2 separate regions of the Culex pipiens genome follow, and region 2 is linked to region 1. Evidence: chromatin contacts called from public Hi-C data. All regions are on one chromosome and are shown on one strand. Each heading gives the region's core, a stretch centred on a gene start, on an enhancer-like site or on the middle of the called end of the contact. The rest is flanking DNA. Distances are from core to core; before and after follow the strand shown. Region 1 holds the start of LOC120432418 (homeobox protein invected-like). Region 2 holds the start of LOC120430008 (segmentation polarity homeobox protein engrailed-like).

What was found. A called contact is a pair of places that touch in the nucleus more often than the background predicts.
Region 2: a contact with region 1 is called in a Hi-C map of embryo, with 9 times the contacts expected there. The contact joins the promoter of LOC120430008 here to the promoter of LOC120432418 in region 1. A contact is called at or near these places in 3 of 3 Hi-C or Micro-C datasets (embryo, whole body and whole pupa).

The regions. Positions count from the first base shown.
Region 1 is chr2:20,444,023-20,448,869 of TS_CPP_V2, reverse strand. LOC120432418 (homeobox protein invected-like) reads right to left here and starts at 1,681. Exons shown (of 1, transcript XM_039597618.1): 1 at 1,073-1,681. The coding sequence starts at 1,681. The coding sequence ends at 1,088.
Region 2 is chr2:20,717,785-20,722,166 of TS_CPP_V2, reverse strand. It overlaps LOC120430008 (segmentation polarity homeobox protein engrailed-like), which reads left to right and starts at 2,719. Exons shown (of 4, transcript XR_005607526.2): 1 at 2,719-4,358.

The DNA of each region.
Region 1 (4,847 bases), core at 432-2,931:
AGAAGAAAAGCATTAATAAATAACGCGGGAAAAATGGCGCAAAATGGCAACCCGGTCCGGTTTAATTTTTTCAATTTTAACGTGGACGGTCCAAGCAGGCTGTCAGTCAGAGTCCAAGAAGGGTGCTACCAAAGGTGCACATGCGCGCAAGTAGTCGTGATCCAAGTATCACATTACCAAACGGTGCCCACTTAATTACAACTAAATTATGTGCAGAGGAAATTAAAATGATGACATTAAAATCTACTAGAGAGGTGCGGTCCCGAAAAAAGCCATTAAAATTGCGAACTCCAAACCGAGACCGCAAATAAATGGGCTTTTTGCTCTCCAAACCCTGGGTGGAATGCCCGGAATCGCACCACTTTCATTGCTCTCCAAGAGGGTGATGTAAGATAGGAAACGACTCCTTCTACAAGTGTTGTCCGGCACCGAGTCCCTCGGGGCGTAGCCCCGCACTCCCTCCCCCTGGCCAGACCAGCCCGCAGTTGTCGTGGCGTTTATCTTATCTTGCCCCTCACATGTTGCTTCGCGGGGCGCTGAAAACGCACCAGCAACATCATGTTCAACGTCACGTCCCGCTCATGTCAACCGACCTCAGTAGACCATGCCGAAGCAGGCGTTGAGGGCCCGCGATTAGTGCAGGTGCAAGCGATCGCGAAGCGATCAAAGCAAGCGCGCGTCGATTTCTAGAACAACCCAGGGCCGGACTTGACCCCTAAAACCAGCATTGCTCAATTCTGGCCAAAGTGAGACTCAAGCTGGTCAATGCACCGACAACGTAATTGCTGCGGTAACCGGAGACGTCAGTTTTATTGCCCCCCTCTCGCTCTCTCTGTCTCGTTTCACATGACTCCAGGGCTGGCACGACCGTCAGCCGTTTGTTGTCACATGAAGATGAGCGTGCCCGTCTCTCCCTCTTCCATCACCTTGCGCACTCAGCAGGTTTTCATTTTCATTATCACATCGTCAAGTACCCCCTCGCGCTAATCGTGGCAACGACGGAAACAACCGTATCGGGTCGGAATTTTAACCATTCCTTCATTGTCCGGACGTTCCCCCGGTTTCGCCGTTTTTTCGCGGAATTGCGTCAACAAAAAGCGGGACGCCACTCACCTGAACTAGGACGATCACTGTAGCGGGTACAGTAGACCCAGGCCGGCCACACCATCGGCCCTCCGCTACCACTGGTGGTCGTGCTACCGCTCGTCCCCTCGCCGGTTTTGCTGGAACCGGTCGAGGACTGCGGCGACGCGGGCACATCCACTTCACTTCCACTGGCACTAGAACTGCTGCTGTTGAAGGAGCGGCTGGGGCCGCTACTGTTGGTGCCGCTGCAACCAGCCGCGCTGGTCATGACAGACGTCAGATCCATAGCGGCCGGTGCCGCAGAGGTCGTGGGCTTTTCAGCCGACGGCTTTTTCGCGTAGCTTTTTCCGCTTCTTTTTAGCGGATCCGTAATGCGGCGGCCAAAGTCCGCCTTCAGGATGTTGTCGATGCTGAACTTGAGGTTCTGGTCGTTGAGCGCAATGTTGTTGTTTAGCTGGAGCAGATGGGCCGCGTGGTTGCCGGCTTGGAGCTGGTTGTTTGGAGGCGATTGGGAGCTTTCCCGGGAGGTCATACTGGTTAGGCTGGATGGAGAGGTCAGCTTGCTGATGTCACTGTTCTTCTCTAATCTTATCATTATCAGTACATTATATAACAATACATCACATATCCATTACCTCTTCTACCATTAATCCCTTCTTAACTAATATCTCCCACCTTAAATTCATTTAATCATCGCAACGCCTACATATTTACTTTCCTACCAAAAATCAAACTATCCCCAATTCAATCTTTCAACTTCAATAAATCTTATCCCCTCCTTTTTAATTAACCCTTAATTTACTCATTAACTACTTTTCTTCCCCACAACAATCATTCTCCACCCAACTTACCTCATTCACAAACAACTTCCCAATATCCCTATTCAATTCTCCACCTTACAAATCATTACCAACACTCTTAAATCCACTACCTCTTCCTACACTTAACCCCAAATACCACCCAACCCCTCTTATCACACTTCACCCAAAACAAACCTCTCCATCATCTACCCATTACCCCAACTACATCCCTAACACTATACCCAAACTGGTACAACATATCCTCTTCCTACCACACCACCCTCATACTTCCATACATCATCCTCTTCCAACTCCACATCACTCTCCTTTCCATTTCCCTGCTTCACGCCGGACCACTACATCAGACTGACTACGTTCATCACAACCACTTCCTACTCCCACCCTTCGATACCCATACCTTCCACACCTGTTCATTTGGCCAAGCTGGCCTTCAACGGCAACGGAATCAACGGCAGATTGTGCGACATGATGGTGGCCATCGCTACTGCATAACTCCGTCGGTTCGCAAACACTCGAAAGAAAACCGGAACCCTACCGGGAACAATAGACGAAAGCGGTCCGCTCACCGGCTCTGTCACGAAACAATTGCGACCCGAAAGGATTATCGGTAATTAAATTCGCACCGTGTCACCAACACGATACCCAAGGGACCGCGGCAACAACAACAGAAAGAAGAAGAAAAACTAGTGTTATTATGTCTGTTACTATTTACCCCGCTTGCCCACCCCCGCACGCATACACACACACGTAACACGGATTCACACACCCACAGAAACGCTCCCCAAAACGGTTCCGAGCGGGGCAGGTGGGACGGAACAGGCGCGGCGACGGCGCGGAAAACCCTAGACGCAAACCGGCGACGGCACTTGACTGGGCACGGGCGTTCGGAATGGTCGTTCCATCACGGTACACGTAGACCAACTGAAAGTGGCCCCAACCGAACGTGCTCTCTCAAGTGGTAGTAGGCGTCGTCCCGTGCGCTAGTGTGCGTGCGTGCCGTTGGGGATCGCAGCAAGCGATGCGGGCGTGGCTTGCACTGCGAAGCAGTGTGGGTGAAAAGGGAAACAAAAGAGAACTTGAACACAATGAAAGAGCGCGCGCTCTCGTTTTACGCGCTCTCTCTGTTTTATCGATTCTTCTTTCGGCACGATGAATTGAGGGGATTATGCTCTCATTCGCGCTCCCGCAAGCGCTCAATAAGCCTAGCTCTTTCGCTCTTACTGAAAGGGCGCTACGCCCCTCATCACGACGCCAACTTTGATCCCAAAAGGGCGAACGGGGAGAGCCCCCGCTCTAATAAGCTTCACAACAATTCCAGTTGGATTCCGATGAAGCCCTTTGCGTGTATTTGTGAGCGTCGCGGTTTGTGTGAGTGGCGGGGGGAGCACCAAAATGAAAATGTTTCTTTGTTTATTCAAACATTATGAAGCATTTATGTTATATGGTTTTTCTTTTTTGCTTTCCTGATCGTTCTACCCCTCGGCCTTCCCTCAACCTACCTCCATTGAAGCATAACCGGGGGGTTGTCCACCCTTTTGGAGCAGTTTATTCTCTGGTAAATCTGGATCGTTTGTGGACGACCGAGGGACATGGAGTGAGGACCGAGGAGGGGAACTTTTATCGTGTTGAAGAACCACTTTGCACCGAGACTCGGGACTCGTTGGCATGTTACGTTGAATAAATGTTTCACGTTGTCTCGCCCCTCGGCCACCCCTTTTCAGATGACGATGATGATGATTATGATTAAGATTTGATGGTTTCGCTCGTTTTTTTTCGGGGGGAACATCGTAAAGATGGGAAATCGGGAAGAAGAGCCACACCGAACAAGGACTGGTTTGCACGATTTAATTTTCGAAAGTGGCCGCGTGATATTCTGGGAAAACGAGGACTTGTTTGTTCGGTACAAGTGGTGGTTTCCCAGCAGGTTAAGAATGACCTAAGTCTCTGAGGAACGAGTTACGAATACTCTACTGTAGCTGTTAAACGATTGGATGACAAATCGCAACAGTTGTCAAAGCTACACGCTTATCAATTTTGGGTAAACTGGACGTAAAGCTAAAACGGAAAAAAAACTCTCACCGAAAAAAGAGAAAAAAAAACGGACATAAACAAGCCGCCTGTTTTGAAAATATTTGCGGGCCCACATGCGGTGCCGAATGCCGTAAATTATCCCGGCTAATCCTGTTGGGCAAATTAGAGATGCTTACAAGTCGGGAGAGGACAAAAATGTCATAACAAAAAAAAACTGAGGCAGGTACACACATCAGCGGGTCCGGCCACCGACCGTAACGAATCGATGAAGGTAACTTTCGGTACGGTTTGTCCTTTTTCTTTAAAAAAAAAAAGGTAAAACAGTGTTTTGAAAACAAGGCTGGATTTTTTGTTGAAATTTGATGTGCTTGTTTTGATTTGAGTGTATTTAGTTTAAGATTGAAATGAGTCTAGTTGTAACAATATGTTTTTGATTTTTTTTTTCAAATGCAATGACTATAGTTATTAAACATAACTCTTGCATCTTCAGACCCATCGATCATTTCATTCTCATTTAACGTATGTCAACCCCCCACAGATTTCTTATTTAAAAAGCCCAAATGAATAAAACCCAATTAACGAACAAGAATTTTAATTTTAAATAATTCAGCAACAATAATACAATATAACAAAATATAGGGACCAATCATAAACCACATGTACACTGTTTTCGAAATCTCAAGGACGTATTAGACTACGACAAACAAACAAACAAACTTTTGACAATTTGCCTGTTCTGTTTGTTTGCCTGCATTTGTTTGCAGAAACGACACTGTCAAACACAAAAAAATGCGAGTATGTTTTTTTGTTTGCCATAGTCTTACACCTCTTTCATATTACATATAATCATCAGAAATGCTTTTTTATGCTGAATTTTAATTAAATTTATGGATTTTTTAAGAGATGGCT
Region 2 (4,382 bases), core at 1,470-3,969, 270 kb before region 1:
GTACAACTAAAAACCTACAAAACGCAATCAAAAGAATATTTTTTGGATTTTATTTCGCTGAAAACCAGGAGTTTTTAGAAAAATGTTTTAAAACGATGATTTTATCACGAATTGATGCATAACCTAACCAACATGTACAAAATGATATTCAAATGATCAATTAATGAAAACCATGATTTTTGAAGCTTCAAGTAGTCTAGAATCGAGGAAAAATATCCAAATAGCTCATACACGCTTTTCAAAATTTCATCCTAAGGTGTACATTGTCGGAGAATGTGTCACTTGTTTTTTTTTTTTCAAGATCTTGGATTATATTTTTACGTTTTTCGTTCAAAACAGGGCTCTTTAAATAATGACAAAATTTTGGGTAACGGATTGTAAAAAAAACAAAAACATTGGACTTGTCTGAAAATTACAACTGAATATCAAATTTTATCACAGCCGAAAGTGACAAATAAGAAAACATGTCAACAAAACTCTTCCTCGAAATCTCAAAACGATATTTTCATGAATCTCTCCCCGTTATTTCATTGAATATTGATCTCGATTGTTCAAATTTATTCCAACTTTGATTGTCTGCAAAAAGTGAAAGTTCTATTAGCGGCTCATTGCATTTTAATGCGAATGCATCAATAAGATTACTATTCTTGAATGTTTATTTTAATTGTCTGATAGAAAAATCATTTTTTGTTTTTATGTGTTTTAAATACCTTTGACTTAAGACGGTTTCAAAAATACCCAAAAAGCAAAAAAAAAATTTTGTTATTGGACCTTTTTAAAACAGGCCCTTCTTCATCGATTTTGAATGCTGCAATCTGTTGATAAAGATTCTTCTTGCACGGATAGATATTCTGTAAGCTTTTCCATTTTGAAAACATTTACAGCAATATCGAAAAAATGTCGACGATTTTAGAAACATTTAAATGTATACAAATTCAACGACATAGAGTTTTCAGATTTGTTACAAGATTTATATTATATTATTATTAATTGTGCGCTGTTAAAAGTCCACACTTTTCCTTTTGAAACGCATTTTTATTAGTAAACTTATATAGCAGAAACGTGTAATTGTACAATGTTTAATTTAAAGCAAACCCTAGTTGTCAAATAATTTCGTCAATTTTTTTATTATATACGTGCAAACATTTTGCAAATAGAACGATTAGGATAAAATATTCCGGAAGTTTAATTTTAAATTTACAGAAAATAATTTCGATTTGGTTTGAAAGTTTAAAAAAGCTGTCATTTGGATCATTTTACTATAAAACGTATGATTAAATACAAATAAAAAATGCTTTATGTTACAACAAATTTAAGCACATTCCTAATTCTTTGGTTATTATCAACTATTCTTTGGCCTTTCTGTTAATTTGTCAAATCTAACACCATTCCATTAGTCTTAATCAGCTTTTTTGCCGCCGCTCCAAAATGACCAAATTTGATTGCCAATAAATAACCTTTACGGCCCAATCAATTCTGCCGTCTAGGCCCCATTACTGACCAGGCTGGGCCACTCACGCGCAAAATTTCATCCCGTCCAATCCACACATCAATCCCGATCCCGCGTAATTGATTATCACCTTTGTCGGTCCGACGCGTCGCGTCACGGCAAAAAACTTCAAACCTTGGCAGTGAAGCGGCGCTGCCGTCGGCACCACCTTCTCATAATTAGCATATATGCAGATAATGATTTAATAAATTGACGACCGCCGCGCCACATCCATCGCGAATGACAGCTTAATTTGTTGTCCCGTCCCCACCCCCCTCCTTGCCACAAGTTTTGCCGAAGAGTTTGAAGTGATTAGTTTTTGACAGCTCGAAAACCGAGCGACTCCCAAGCTCTCGCAACGCTAATTGAATACACATAACCTATGGCAGCGCAGCGCAGCGTATCGGACTCTCTTCAATTGTTTGCCCGATGCAGGTCCGACTTGTAGGAGCGACGCGGCTTGAAGAGAGACGAGGTTCGCTTGCACACATATATTTACATTAAGTAGTTAATTTTGAAATTATACAATTATAAAAATAACATCTCGATTTGCCCGGCGCAGCGGCCGCGCCGCAAGATGGGTGGTCGCGGGTTCGATTCCCTCTCCAACCGGACAAAACGAGCAGCAAAAAAATCGACCTAATCCCACGCGACCGAGGGGTGGGGTTAGCGCGAAGAGAAGAGAGCGAGAGAGATTGAGCGAACGAATCTTGATTGAAGTAATAAAGTTGTATGAATGTAGCGGCATACCGATCGCGCGAAGCGTACACCCAAACGACGAACGTCGTGTGGGAAATGTGAACGGCGAAAAAGGGAACTAAGCCCGACGTCACGCACACAATCGTGGTAGGCGAGCGCTCGTGATTCGCTCGTTTCGCCGTGTGCGTGCGCTCGGCCACGCCTACTGTGCAAGCTGTTTGCTGCCACCAATACAAGCAAGGACCAATTAGCGCTGAAATATGTTTGTGTTGATGAATTTATTTGTGTTGCGTCTCGCTTGCGCCCAAGGCGCACGGGTTAGGCGGTCTCGCTCTCGCTCGCAGTGGTTGCTGCGGTTTGCGCGTGTGTGCGTTGTGTAAACTGATCCGGCGGACGAGCTCGAGGCTGGGAAAGAGAGCGAGCGATGTGAGCTTGCGGGGGTGAGCGAGATGCAGTGAGTGAGCGTTAATAGAGATACCAGAGTGGAGAAGCTGTGTAGCCTGGGCGCAAAAAACAAACCAGTCAGTTTGGTTGAGCTCTCACTCAGCTGTCAGTCACAGAGGCTCAGATCACAGGTGACATTTGACTATGTCACATCACAATTTATAATAGAAGATAGCTCGTCGCTCGTACGCTCGCTCGTGTTCGCTCTCGAGTGTTTGTGTCGGATTGCCGTGGTCGTCGAAGATCGGATCATCTTTCTCGATTCCGCTTTGGTGCGGCGTTTTCGGACAATTGGGATCAGCCGCGTGTGTTTGTTTTTCGGACTGACGTGATTTTCGGTCCGCACCCTTCGTGTTACTTCGTCGGAGTCGTTCCTCGTGGACGCACACGTGTGTTTGGGCTTAAGGAATTTCTTTGAGTCGCTTGAGTGTTGATGACAAGTTCCAGTGACGATCAAGTGAGATTGCCTAGTGAAGTGTTAGGAGGGATTGAAGTACTCAGTGTGTGAATAACTTAAACAAATAAAAACCAAGTGTAAACCAAGTGTAAGCCTAGTGTGAGACTTGAAGTGTCAGTATGGCATTGGAAGACCGTTGCAGTCCCCAGAGTGCACCCAGTCCGCCCCATCACCATCACCACAGCCAAAGTCCGGTCAATTCCGCCACAATGATCAACGGAGTTTCGCCTACTCGCGAAGAGATGTCGCCACTGGTTCCGATGTCTCCGATGCACATCAAGCAGGAGGTCGGCGATCAGAGCCCCGCTCCGCCACCCCAGCATACCAGCATTTCGTTCTCGATCTCGAACATCCTGAGCGAAAGCTTCGGCAAGGGGCCCCAAATGGCAACCCAGCAGCCGGCTAGTCCCATGGCAAGTCCACCTTGCAGCTCAGACTCCGGTAGCCCCAACGGGCCAGCCCCGCACCATCTCCCTCACCATCATCACAGTAGCTTCCATGTTCAGCAACGTGCCCTGGAAAGGCGAGAAAGTCTGTTCCGTCCGTACGACATCAGCAAGTCCCCGCGGTTATGTTCCAGCAACGGTAGCAGTAGCCACAATCCGTACCATACAGACAGCGAATCCCAGGACTCGACCTGCTACGAACCCCAAACGGCGGCTGCCGCAGCTACCGCCGCCAGCATGCTCATGTTCAACAACAACAACCCGTACCACCCGCGAATCCCAACTCTATACGACTTCAGCACCAAGACCATCCCCAGCATAGACCCCCGGAACCCGCTCCTGAACAGCTTCAGCGCCACCAGCTACCCCAAACTGCACGAAGAGATCATCAACAGCCACCGCAAGTTCCAGCAGAAACTGCTGGAGAACCAGGCCAAAGCGGCCGCCGCAGCCTCAATCCACCCGCACTCGATGCCCCCGCTAGGATCCCTCTGTAAAACGGTGTCCCAAATCGGTCAGCACGTAGCCTCGAACCCCGCCCCGTCCAACGACTCGCGTAGTTCCGTGTGCAGCAGTGCCTCGCCAAAGCTGAGCCCGCGACCGATCCCGAAACCGACGGCAACGGTCGCCACGAGCCTGCCCGGAAATGGTGGGGGTGAGAGTCGGGCGAATGGGGATTCCGGAAATCAGAACAACAACAACGATGGTGCCTCGTCGGATGATGCGCGATCGGAGACGGGGAGTAGCAAGGATGGCGATGGCAACGGAAATCTGTGGCCGGCGTGGGTGTATTGTACGCGGTACAGCGATCGACCAAGTTCCGGTAAGTTTCAGTCACGGTTGATCG